Regions from separate parts of the Mus musculus genome. Here region 1 is linked to region 2. A link is a contact called in public Hi-C data. All regions are on one chromosome and are shown on one strand. The core of a region is the stretch at or near the end of the contact, and the rest is flanking DNA. Distances in the headings are between cores, read along the strand shown.

The links. A called contact is a pair of places that touch in the nucleus more often than the background predicts.
Region 1: a contact with region 2 is called in a Hi-C map of bone marrow-derived macrophages, with 7 times the contacts expected there. The contact joins two enhancer-like sites. A contact is called at or near these places in 2 of 39 promoter capture datasets (the C10 cell line and liver), 1 of 15 datasets of contacts at CTCF or cohesin (the NIH/3T3 cell line), 8 of 484 Hi-C or Micro-C datasets (B cells, CD4 T cells, the G1E-ER4 cell line and 3 more) and 4 of 115 datasets of contacts at active chromatin or transcription factors (CD8 T cells, bone marrow-derived macrophages, microglia and 1 more).

The regions. Positions count from the first base shown.
Region 1 is chr16:24,817,776-24,824,497 of GRCm38.p6, reverse strand. The region is part of intron 8 of Lpp (LIM domain containing preferred translocation partner in lipoma); the gene reads right to left. Among named protein-coding and RNA genes, the nearest start is that of Mir28a, 6.7 kb to the left of the region's middle. Within about 2 kb of position 1,792, at least 6 of the 459 cell types and tissues checked have an H3K27ac peak or open chromatin away from gene starts, as enhancers often do. A contact at or near this core is called in bone marrow-derived macrophages, where this site is marked.
Region 2 is chr16:24,624,279-24,631,061 of GRCm38.p6, reverse strand. All of the region lies in intron 5 of Lpp (LIM domain containing preferred translocation partner in lipoma), which reads right to left. Among named protein-coding and RNA genes, the nearest start is that of Mir28a, 200 kb to the left of the region's middle. Within about 2 kb of position 1,546, at least 111 of the 459 cell types and tissues checked have an H3K27ac peak or open chromatin away from gene starts, as enhancers often do. A contact at or near this core is called in bone marrow-derived macrophages, where this site is marked.

The sequences.
Region 1 (6,722 bases), core at 543-3,042, 190 kb before region 2:
GAACTGCATTCTGTGAGCTGCCTGACGATCATCATGATGACATGGTGCTATGGCTCTGTAGTATAAATACTTCAGGAATCACAGGCACAGTCTGAGCATCTTCACCATCCTATAGCATGTTTTCAACAACACATTAGAGAGACCTGGTGAAAAGAAAGGAAATTGTGTTTTCCTTTCAGTGTTGTATAATTTTGATTTCATATTAACATGCCTCAGGGAATAAAATATGTATTTACATAAAAATTCTGGTAACGGCATTTTGAAAAGTAATTAAATGAAACACCAGATTCTAGCTGCTAAGGGCTCCATCTCTAATGCTAGGGATATGATAAGACCTAGGCTGTCTACCCTTCCAAACATTTTTATTCACAAGCTTCCAGTGAGAGGCCCAGCTCACCTACTCACTACATCTTCTGGATCTTACTTAGCATTGTACTGGCTAGAATAACTACAAGGACAAGGTTAGTGTGCTCAAAAATGTCAAAACCTATGCTTTCTTCTTTTCTGCTCATCTTTGACTTCCAACAATGTCCAATGGTGAATTTAGCAACTAGGCTCCAAAGTTTTACAAGCCAAATAGGTAAATTTTTAATAACCTGCTGTTCATATTAAGTGTGCTGGATGGAAATTTAGGAGTAAGGTTCAAACTTTTCAAAGCTTGAAAAGTATACAGATTTATCTGGTAGAAGACTGTTTATTGATATAAAAATCAAATCTGTCTAGGATACTGCTTATATTACTCTACATTGTTTGCTTTTGTGATATAGTCCTGTTTTGTAACTCATAATGTTCCTGACCTCTGGATCCTGCTGTGTGGGATTTCAGACATTCACCACTACACCCCAAATTATGATTCTGATGGTATAATACCTATGTATCTAGGAGTATAAAACCAAGACTGTAGAATATATTATTTAACAAGTTAGTTTGGTCAAAAAAAAAATTCTAGGACAAAGGCTCAAAATTCCCATGACAAGTGGAGGATGGGCTTCTTGTAGATGAAGAGATACAGCCTGAAGCTAACCAACTTATCTTATCTTGACAACTTCAAGCCAAGGGTCCCTTGAACAATGTCACAGCTGACTGGGAATGGTGTGCAGGGAGGTTTCCAGGTCCATGTTCACACTGTAATTGTAATGTCTCTGCATTTAAAAATTAAGATTTCTTGATACACAGCCCAACTATGTATGCACTTACATTGGCTTTATCAAAGTGCCTATAAATATATACATAAGTAGAGTCACAAATGCAAGTGTCTTGCTCTACACTCTCAGGCCTAACTCTGTAAGTATTCACACTCTGAACATATTTCAAGGCTGTTCCCTGCATTTGCAGTCTTGTGATTCACTTCTAGATTAGGAAATAATCAGGGTGTATAGTCAAAAACTCAGGCAGGAAGGCAGATGGACACAGCAGCCCTTACAAACTGTTTCCCTAGGATACCAGGCAGAAGCAGGATCTTAACCAAGTATGGAACTGGCAGCCGGAATTTGGAAATAGAAACTGAGCTGGGGACTGGTGGGAAACCCCAATAATCCATCTTCCAAATGATGTACAGGAGATGACATCTGAGTAGGGGGCATGCTTTGTGGGGTGGAGTTCAGTAAGTCTTAGAGAACAAGTGTTTCCCCAAATGATAATTTCAGTAAAAAGAACCACACACAGCTTCCAGCAAGTCTTCGTAGCCATTTATGAGAAACGAAAAGAGAAAGAAATAAGTCTACATGGAGAAACCATGTCCAAGGCCTGACTCATGGTCAAATGCAGAACCAGACTTGTGAATCTGCATAGACTAGACATCCCATTACCTTATTACCATCTGTCTACCCCGAGCACCAAAATAGGCTTTTACAGAGTTCCTGGGCTACTCACTGCATTTCCACAGACTTTGAAACATCCTACAGAACTTAAGATCTCTTTTGTACAATTTTCAGTGACTCACCCTACCCACATGCACTTTAGATTAAAAGCTAATGTTACTTTTCTCTTGTATTTTATCAGATTATTTTAACATTCCCTATGAAAGACAGAGACAGGGAGATGGGCAAGGAGACAGACTCTGGTCAGGAGGGATCTATGAGTGCAGGTGCTCATAAAATCCAGTAGAGGGCGTCAGATCTCCTTGGGAATGCAGTTCTGGCAGTTATGAGCTATCAACCCTGGGTGCTAGGAACCAACTCACATCTCCTTCAAGAGCAGTGAGATCTCAACTGCTGAGCCACGTAGGACATCATTTGTTCCCCACAGCAATCCTTTTAAAGATTTTTCAATTGTGTGTGTGTGTCTGTCTGTCTGTCTGAATATGGGAATATGGGAAATGAATATAGTTCCCTTGTATTTTACTGTGATCTCAGGGCACTGTGTGCCTTTTTCTCATTTACAAAGATGTGTTAAAGAACACAAGAGATAGTTTCCCAAGAAGAGAAAGTGACTGTGCAAACACCTACACTATGCGGCCAATTTCAGTGTAAGGGTTCGTGTGTTCTAGGCACAGGGCTTAAGGCCGCCCTTCCCTGGCTGTGGTGTTTGTGTCACCTCTCTCCAGTGCTGAACCTTGGCTCCCATCTCAGTAAGAATGGTATTCCATTAGGGTCTCGTGGCGATTAGTGACATGCTGTAATATTCAATACAACTTAGTCATCAATAAAGGCTTTACTCTGCTTCCTGCCATGAGCTACAATCAGGACGGAAGCAAACTTCTACTAGTACCAGGCTCTCGTCTACATTAGATGGGTCAGCTTTCTCTCTTCCCACAGTCTTTACACTTGCTGACATCCCAATAACAAATGTCATGTGGGTGCCTGGTCCAGCAGAAGCTATAAAAGACACCAGAGCATGGAGAACCTGAGGAGGAATTAAGAAGCCTCGGAAAGTGTGAAGTGAGGGATGTATGGTATGCATTTGTGTGCACTGACACATGCCCATCAGGAAGAGTGGGTAAAAGAAAGCCCTATTCCCTGAAAGTCACACCAACCGCATTACCCTTGGATTGAAAAGTCAGTGATTTCCTGCATATGCATCACGCATTTAAATTTGGAAGCAATTTTTCCTCGTGAGATAGTTCATGCATTGCTATTAATATAGAAAATTCCCAGAAGTCAGTGAAGAAAGGTTATGGATCTAGAAAGCTAGGGTTCAAGTTTTTGTTTGGCCACTGTGTACCTTTGAAACCCTGAGCAGGTCCTTGGGACTCAGTTTTTTAACTTGAAAAGACACAAGATACAATATGGACTTTATGCACTTTGGATGATTATGGTGAAGCCTGAACGAGGTAATAACTTGATTCCTTCAGCTAACAAATCCTCCCTGAGCTTTTCCTTCTTGCCAAGTGCTGAAGTGAGGCTCCAGCAGCCAACATAGCAGCTTCTCCCTTACAGAACTCAGCTTGTATATGAATGTGTGAGTTTGTTCAATATAAGCAACACACAGACACAAAATGGATACACATACACATTTATACTACACACTTATGTGCATAGCATAGGATAAGTGCTGAACTACACAGAAATGCACGTAAAAGAACTTTGTAAACAACAAAAGGCATTCAAGTCCAAAGTGCCTATTCAGCTCCACATAGTAGGACAGGCCTGCATGCAAGGATTTGGGAGTTTGAGTTTTAAATATTATTAATTCAAGTCCAGCCTGGGCTACATGACATCCTGTGACAATATCTATTAATATTGTTATAGTAGGGATTGCAATATAAACTTTTCTAGAAGTAATCCATCCTTGTGTCTTCCCATAAATGTGTACTTTTTTGAAAAGTACATTAGGGGGCAGACCCATAAATGAATCAGGTAAGTTAGAAGTAGATCTGGCCTTCAGAAGGTTTATAGATCATAAAGACAAGGTGCAAAATAAATTCATACTGTCAGTGATATAAGTCAATACAAGGAAAGCCATCTCAAAGAGTGTGCAAATACATGGCCATTCTTGGATGTGGAGAGGAGACTTCTGGAAAGAAAGTGCAGTTTCAGGAGCAGCAAAGCTTGTCCTGGCCACGAAACAAGGCCTGGAGACCCTAGGTGGTTCCCAGTGCACAGAGGGAAATGCAGACAGCAGCGATGGCATAGGGTTCTCAATTTAGCTCTTTAAGTTTTGGCCAATGCAGGAAATCTCCTTGTTCCAGCCCCCAAGTTGTAGCCTTCACTAACATGGAATAAGATCTGTGTTTCTTGAACATAGTTTTTCTAATTTCAAAAAAAGTTTCTGGTAACTATTACAGAGGCTCTATTTTGGCCTCCAGAATGGAGACCCTTTCAAAGACAGTAAGGAAATAAAATGAAAAAAATAAAAAAGTTTGTTCCTCTCCATGGAGTATATACACTAGTCACTTCCAAAAATACAATTGTGGAAAACTGAAGCTTTTCCTATGAAGTAAATGAAGCATATATAGTTTTTCTCTTTGTTGGTGGACCGCGAGTACATTACTGTCAATTTCTACTGCACAATTGTGAAGACGCTGGGGTAAGGAATTATCCCCAATTCCTGCAAGCATGTGAAACATGAAGTTTGAGAAGTATGCTTTTTGGCTTCCCTTCAAATACCCTTCTTATGATGAAGGGTGTGAACTGGAAATAAAGATGTCTTCGTTCATCAGAAAGGCTGTGAGCATTCTTGCTTGGTAGTCCAAATAAATGGCTGAAAGCTGCCAACTGTATGCAGCTTTGAGTCACTGTGTTGTTAAAGCCACCGAGAACAGAGACAATCTAAAACGATCTGATTTAGGGATGGCCTTCCAATTGTTGTGATAGAAAAACAAAATCTGCACGGAGCGAGGGTGACAGTATGTAGCTGTCACATTTCAAGACATTCTAGAGAACTAGAAAGAGGAGGAAAATGATGGTGGAGATATGGAAGGAGGCGGAGAAATTGAAGCAGCAGGAAACACAGTCTCTACAGCTCTCTTTGTAAAATGGTGAAAGCAAAAGCCTTCCTCTGTGACTGATGCTCGGGCAGGCTTGTCTCTTACGCTTACAGCTCCTATTCACCAATGAGTCAAGTGCCCATTTTGTTGTTATTTCTTCCTCACACCAGAGGATATTGGAACCAATAAGCAATTGAAGGTGGTGGGGAAGACTGTGAGAGGCCGCTTAGTCCCAGCAGAGAGGACAGCTGACAGCCTGAGGGGAGATGAGAGAAGAATGACTGAATCTCAGCAGAGCATATTAACAGATGGTCATGGTGGTGACCTTGAGAGAGCAAGGGCTGCAGATGCTCAGAACGCCTCTGCTGGAGAGAGAGCAGAGTGCAGTGTGTTTAACAAGGAGCCCATCCAACAGCCATGACTGTTATTAACTTTGTGTCCCATAGAGGAGACAGCTTGAACATCATGTACAAAGTGACCATACGGAATAGAATGTGACACATTTATGGTCATATGCAAATTCACCTGCTCCTCAGTATTCAAGTTAGAAGTCACAACTGTATTGGGTTTTCTACTTATTTCTCCCAAGCCAAGAAATGACCAGCCCCCATGTTTACTGTGGGGAAAAGTTAAACTTCCTCCCTCCATCAGATGACTCACAAATTAATGTCTCTAGTTTGGTTCTAGTTGCCTTTCCTGCATCTTTTTCTCTCCTTAAGATTCAGGATTAACTTACTCTTGACATGTCTACAGCTACAGAAATGTATAATGTGGGGCTGGAGAGATGCCTTTGTGGTTAAGAGCACCCATTGCTCTTCCAGAGGTCCTGAGTTCAAGTCCCAGCAGCCACATGGTTGCTCACAAGCATCTGTAAATGGGATTCTATGCCCTCTTCTGGTGTGTCTTAAGACAGCTACAGTGTATCATATACATAAAATAAGTCATACAAAAGTAAATGTGTAATGTACAATGGAAAGACAAAGAGCTTCATTTGCTACAGTAGTGTATAAAGTGTCTCAGCCACCCATTCATTCAGCCCCTTATTCAGAGTGGAAAAGACCTGTTGTTTCAAGCCAGCAATGTGGTAAAAGGGCTTGGTAGAGAGGACCTCTGCAGATCCTGGAACTGAACTATAGTACTGTATACTAGAAACAATAAAAAGTAAAATAATTATTTCTGGGAATTTTTCAAATAGCTTTTCATGTTTCAGTTGGTTGAATGGTAACAGTTCAGAGTTAGGCACAGGAGAGTCTGCCATTCCCCAAACAAGCCCTGGTCTCTTAGTAAACTATCCCAGAATCTTACCTAGACTCTGAGAAGTGGAAGACACCTGTCTGACCCAAGCACACTTCGAGCTCAACCCTGATCAAACTGAGTAGTAACTGTTGTGTGTTCTCTACTTGCTAAACTACCTAAGAAATGAGAGCAAAGCCGGGCGTGGTGGTACACGCCTTTGATCCCAGCACTCGGGAAGCAGAGACAGGCAGATTTCTGAGTTCGAGGCCAGCCTGGTCTACAAAGTGAGTTCCAGGACAGCCAGAGCTCTACAGAGAAACCCTGTCTCAAAAAAACAAACAAAACAGAAGTGGGAGCAAACAGTGGGAGATTAAATATTTTTGAGGTTTGCTAGAACCTGCCTCTTGTTTGGGTATCCTGAATTACCTAAATAATCTGTAGTTGTTCCAATAATTTACAGTTCCCTCTGAGTAATTGTAAGATATTGTTTTTGAGTAGTTATCTTCAAGAGATATACCATCAGAATATGGTAATCAAGGCCATATTTTCTCACAAATGTTTGTGGTTGTTGTTTTGAGACAGGGCCTCTCTCTGTAGCCCTGGTTGTCCTGGAATTCTC
Region 2 (6,783 bases), core at 297-2,796:
ACCTAAATGTGTGACATATGAAAAGGCATATAAACACATGCTTCGACTTGGAAGGATGGAAGAAAGAATTTCTTATTACAATCTTTTTCTGTTGCAGCAAGTTTTCAAGCCCTCTATTAAACAAAGGTTTCTAAGCTAGAAGAAGACACAGGGAGGAAGGAATGGGATGTCTAAGTTGTTGTTTTCATGGACAGAATGAAGAAAGGATTGGCACTAATGCCCAAAGGTCAGGCAAGACCATTAAATGGTGACAGTACTTAACATTACTGCGGGTAAGAACAGCAGTCAGCAGTACCAGATAAATGTCTGACTTTAATGAGAGCATGAATTGATATCTAGGGAATATGATAGCATAATTCTTACTTAATGTTTTGTCAGCAATCATATAAAAATATGAGATGTATGTAACTGAAACAGCATATTTACATCTGGTTTCCTATATAAAGAAAGCTGACAGGAACTCCTAGACTGTATGGCTCTTCTTTATCCATCATAAAAGACTGGAAGAAAATCCTAGAAGGAAATGCTATGTGGCTACTTTATAAGTAGCAGAAAGATCATTTATTTATGATAACATTTAGTAAGTGCTTACTAAGTACCAGGCACTATTAAAAGAGTTTTTAAATATAATACCTAGCCTTCAAAATAAGCAGGAACTGTTCCTCTACCCTTTCCTACACCAGAGATCCAGAGAAGTTCACTCACTGGTCAAATAACCACATAGTTAGCATTTCTCAAACAGTGAACAGCTACTATTTATCCCATACTGTACCAGGAAAATAGAAAGGCAGTGAAGAGTAATGTCAAAAGGAAGACATTTATAATTCAGAAAAAATTCACAGTCAGATACCTAAAAAATCAGCTAAGGAAGAATATAAATTATAAGGCAAAGTGGAAAATACAAATCCTACAGAAAACACATGGTTAAACTCCATTTCTGTTTTTAAAAGAATGAATTTCTAGACAAAATTGGGGTTGAACAACGTATGGAATTAAAATGACTAAGCTTACTCTACGCAGCCTTGATCCACATCAGCTGAGGCTAGACATCCTTAGGATGAGCTCACAGTCTGAAGTCCTTGGACATGACAGGTAACTGTGTAATAGCAGTCACAGTCATGGGAATGGAAGCTTCCTTAGAGCAGGTCCCAAGTTCATGAGGAGAACTGAGCAAAACCTCAGAGACGCCAAGACACATGGAGAGAATTAATGTGTGGATGGCCCCATCCAGTCATTGCCGAGTGAGCAGAGGGGTGACAGTGGGACTCTAAGCTGGCACACACCTCATGTGCACTGAAATTCTGACCCCCAGACAGTAACTGCTGAAGCCCCTGCCCTGAGCTGTAACTGTGCAAGGATGTGTTCCTGGAATGTTTGCTCAACATCAGCAGGTCAGAGAACTCCTACCAGAGACCATATCACTGATCTAGCGTGGCAAGGATTTCACGAACACTGAGAAGCAAAACCTGAACTTTTGTACAATCCCCACCATCACAGGAAGCACACAGTCGACCACAAATACTGTATTTTCTAGAACTTTCTTAAGAACTATAAAGTAACCCATTTGCAGAAGTTGTTGATTTTGTGCATGGGGACTGCACTGTTTGTGAGATTGAGGAAGCAAACGAAGGCTGATTTCCTGGGGTGAGTCACGGCCGTAACCCCCTTTTACTGTATTAATAGAACGGGGGGGGGGGGGGAATTTTCCAGGAAACATGTATTACCACAAAGACCAAAATAGAAAAAGGTGGCGGGTGACTTAATCACTAAACAGAGAAGAGTAGTCCCCTATCTTTATCAGAACAAGAAAACAATAAATCAAACCAACACATTTTGAAATGTGTTAACATCTTCACAGTTCCAGAGCTCTGTTTTAATATCACACAAGATTTTGTATTAGCAGAAATTCCATGAAAACTCTAGGCTGATTACAGATGAACAAAATTTCTGAAGAATTAAGTAGACTCTCTTGAAATAGTCAAACATCCACTTGTTCCTTTGAGCCTGAAATTAACAATGTATACCAACTGTGTGCCAGACTCCTGTCTTCAAGAACCAAATAGCTGATGAGAAAGTCACAGCCCTAATGAAGTCCAGTCTCTGCTGCCTGCCATAGCAACTCTTTTCATCCTGCTTCTGGAGGATTCCACAATGACAGCTCAAACACTAGTTCTGATCTCAGCCTCAGGATCAGAACTGTGTTGACTCTCATGAACATGGACACCTACAAGACTCCACTCTGGCTCCTGTCTTTCCTTGCCTCATATCGGGAAGAAAGCACTGTGGCCATGACAAGGGTAGATCAGCATCAAGTGAAAGACACTAACAAAACAATTTCTTAAAATTAACGTGACAACTGAGAGAGGAGGATCAGGAATGATATCTAGAACATGGTTAATACTAAAAAATCTTTACTATAGGTCATGTTACTATTATTAAAACAGTGATGACAAGAAGGAGAGGCTCAGTTTGTCACAGGGACAGAAGCAACTGTAAGGACATGCGTTCAGCTACCCTTTGTCTATGTCCTCACTTAGGATCCATCACATATCACAATGAAACTATGTGAGACACAAGAACACAAGTAGTGTGGTTTTCCTTTGGTTTATTTATGCAGGGTAGGATTTGAACCCACCACCTTAACAGTTGTTTGGCAAACCTTCTACTACTGAGCTATACACTCCCAGCCCCACACAGGATAATATACCAGGAACTGTCAGTAGACTACACCTGAACTCATGTGTCCATTGTTCAAGATCAGTGGGTATGGCTAGGAGAAAAATCTGTGCAACCATCTCTACCTCCTCCAGTACATAAAACCCTCTTATCTAATCAGTTCTAAATATCCTTCCAGAGCTGCCCGGGTTCAGTTCAGGGAAGCAGGCAGTAAATATCTGAATCCTCCAGCACGTTTCCCCATACAGTTATATCTATGAAGACCTTGACTGTAGGGACTATAGGAAAGACACATGACCAGTAACAAGGCAATGGGAATTCAAATTATTTTGTCACTTCGAATACTTTAATAAGCCACTGCTAGAAATGTTGGGCTAGATTCTTATACTATCACATTTAATGAAAACATAAACTTATGTCAGTCCTTAGTTAATGAACAATACAGAGTGACCTGGGGATGAAGAATTGATGCAGAATTAAGTGTTCTTACTGTTCTGCGGGGAAGACCACGTTTGGTGCCCATCACGCACATAAGATGGCTCAAACTGCTTGTAGCCCTAATTCTAGGAGATCCTAGACTTCCTTCTGGACTCTGAGGGAACAGCACTCGCAGCTGCATACAGTTAAAATAAATATGCCTTTAAGAAAACTATACGCCTGTATTGATGAGCAAAGAATTATAAAAAAAAAAATAGGAGCTGACAAATTACAAAATAGAGGTTTGGGGTTACTAAGTAAATTTGCTTTTATTGATCTTATAAAAATACATGGAAAATCTTCAAATGTATCTAATGTTATCAAAGAAAAAGAATACAAACTAGGCTTATACAATTGAAACAATCAAGGAAAGAGCAAATCTTCCAAATAACAGGAACTTTTCTTTGTAACAGCTAAATGAATGTGTATCACTTACCATGCTCATCAAAAGCAGGGGTTTTGAACAGAGGTTCCAGTCTTCTCAGAGACCTCTCATAAAGAAAGTCTGGAGAGACATCCCTGGGACAAAACCTTATTCAAAACAGCAGTGTGGAGTGGGACTTAGAAAGTCTACCACTACCAACACCAACACCACAACCACCACCACCATCATCATCATCATCTCATTTTCTAAGTCATATTATGTGAACAGCATTGTAAAAGGTGAAACAAAGTCTGGCCTCAAATTTTAGGGGGTTTACACTTCCTAAAATAGTCTACTCAGGTTCCAAACACTGGCCGTTCTGATCATCCACTCTGCAATTTTATAGCCAGTGATACTATGTGGAAACAGCTGTGTAGACTCAGTTCAAGCTCCATAAAATGAGAATAACCCCTGGCATTTAGATATCAAAGAGTCCTAAAGATCAAATAGAGTAATGGTTCTCCATGTGTGTTATAAGACACCATGCAATACTGAAAGGTTTTCTTGGCTTCTGTCACCGTTAATGTTATGTTTGAGACAGATGAAGAATAAAGAATAAAGAATAAATTTCTATCAAGGAACTGAGTCAGAGACCAAGCTATGAGAAAACAGCATCCCTGTCTGTCTACTCCACTGCGATAATAGGAAGAGCTAGACAGTAGTGTTAGATATATGAGAACTTGGAGCACCCTCACCAAAAGGTACTAGCAGAGTAGGAATACAGGCACGACATACTTCTGCTAATTCTCGTTTAATTACAAAGCTCAGTCTGGCTCAGAAGGGGACATCACTTGAGAATATCTCTAGCATACGCACTAACAGAGGGTCTTTCTGTGGCCAATAAACTACTAAAAAGTGCAATCAAATAAAATTTCTGCCTTAAGAAAATAGAAAAGCAGCAACAAAATTCAAGTGTCATTTGTTACAAAAAGACAACAGATATTAATTTGTAGGTCCCTGTTTATTTTCTTCCAACTCCGAGGGCATGTACACCATATCTTTATGTAAGAATGGTTTCCAAGAGCCAGTCATACTGCCCACTACTAATGAAACCCCACCTTGCCATCAAGCAGCTGGCAATGAGACATGCAGGCTAGTAGGGGACAAAATACGTTACACAATATAGAAAAATACCGAAACTGATGAGTGTGAAATCACTGCAACAAACTCAAGGGAGCAAAAAGAATTTCCCTTTTCAAATTACTTACGACATGTACTCTACTTGACTCTCTCTCTCTCCATGAACTAACAAATATGGTCTCCAAGTATTCTCATGTCCAGGGGACCTGATACAAAGGCTTTCTCTTTCTAGACTTTTGCAACCTTGAGACTATTATTTCAAACCCTCTTTTCTGTTTTTTTTCCCACGTTGAATTTTCCACCACACATAGTTTTCAACAAGTCGCACTTTCCCGAAGATCATACTCACACACATGCATACAACACACACACTCGTATATCTATAACTTTATATATATACATGTATATACATATATCTAATATTCCCCTATAATATTATTAATATAACTAAATTATAAATATTAGTTCATAACATCCTTATAGAGAGGCAGAAGTCAATCAGTGTTTTTCTGAAATTGAATCTTAGAAATGCATAAGACTGAATGATTTGCAAGGCCACTTCCCGCTCCAGATTCCAGTATGTTACAAACCGGAGTGACGTGCAAAATTACCCAACGCAGTGATTCCTGGCTACCTCGTGACTTGCTTCTACACACTGACAGTCTAGAGGAAGTGCCTTGGGTTTACTTCCATAAATGGAAGCCAGCTAAGCTATTAGGATATGGTGACTTAACAGAAAAAAAAAAGAATTTAAAGTAACTATGACCCTGAATATTACAGTTTTGCCCCAGGATTCTTCTCCATGACTATACTTGCTTTGTGACACTTTGATCAAATCAAAATTTAAGGCAAATTCTAAATTTACCCTCTAGTTTCATCAGAGGGGAAAAGATACTCACTCATGAAGGACCACAATATCAGTTCAGTGGGCTTCAACAGCACTTGAAAATGACAGACAATAGAAAGTACAGTGAATAACATATACCTTAAAAGCATATGTAAAGAAACTCTCACTTCAAATTACATACATGTGTGACGCACAACTGTCAGTGTAAAATGTACCTCTTACTGATATTTGTAAGAAAAGGGGGCAGGGTTAAAACTATCATAGAACAAAGTGTACAAGCATACATAGCTTCACAGCTGACACCTACACATTACAGAGCCAATTAGTATGCAGTAAGGGCAAAGCAAGTCTTCAGAAAGGAATCACACCCCTAGATTTCACACTTCTCCCTCTAAAGAGCAATCCTGATCGCCACTGGACAAGCTGGGTAAATGAACCTCTGCCATACACACTTGCACACGTAGATGTGTTTGTGTATGTGCACACACATGCATCTCTGCACACACAGGAGCACACAAACAGGCCAGAGCACACATACCACACAAATGCAGGCACATGCATGCATTAGCACCTGCATGGCACACACACACACACACACACACACACACACACACACACACACACACACACAGAGAGAGAGAGAGAGAGAGAGAGAGAGAGAGTGAGTGAGTTCCGTTTCTCTTCTCCCATGCTTCAACCACCCAGGTCCTATAGTGGGAAAGAAGGACTTTTTAGCCTTCTTTGGCTCACCCTTTCTTACTCCTGTATCTTATAGGGTGAGGTGGCAGGAAACAGAAGGAAAGCGAAAGAGAGAACATTTCAATTTCTCACAGATTTTTGTTACTAACACACCCACCCCAGCCTGCCACCTCTGTCTGCGGCATTGAAGACTGAACTTGAGCATTTTCAGACTTTCAGAATATTTTTCTTTCTACTTCCCTAGCTGAATGGCTCAGTTTGAGTAATTTTCTCTTTCTCCTGGGGTTGGTTGCTAAGAGACACTCTTATTACTTCTCTTTCTCTTATGACCGGATTACTGTGATCAGCAAAGACAGCGTGCAGGCAACATCCTGACATGGTTCAGACAAGATCGCAGGGCCTCTTATACAATGATGGACTTTTTTAACCCTCTCACTGCTGCAGATCAGTATTCCCTGAGCTCCTTTGCACATGGAGTCAAAGGATTTATCCTCCTTTAAGGGAGGGGCTATGGCGGTTGCCCAGTACCCATTCCTGCAGCAGCTGATACACTGCAATGTACTTCTTTAAGAGTTCTGAG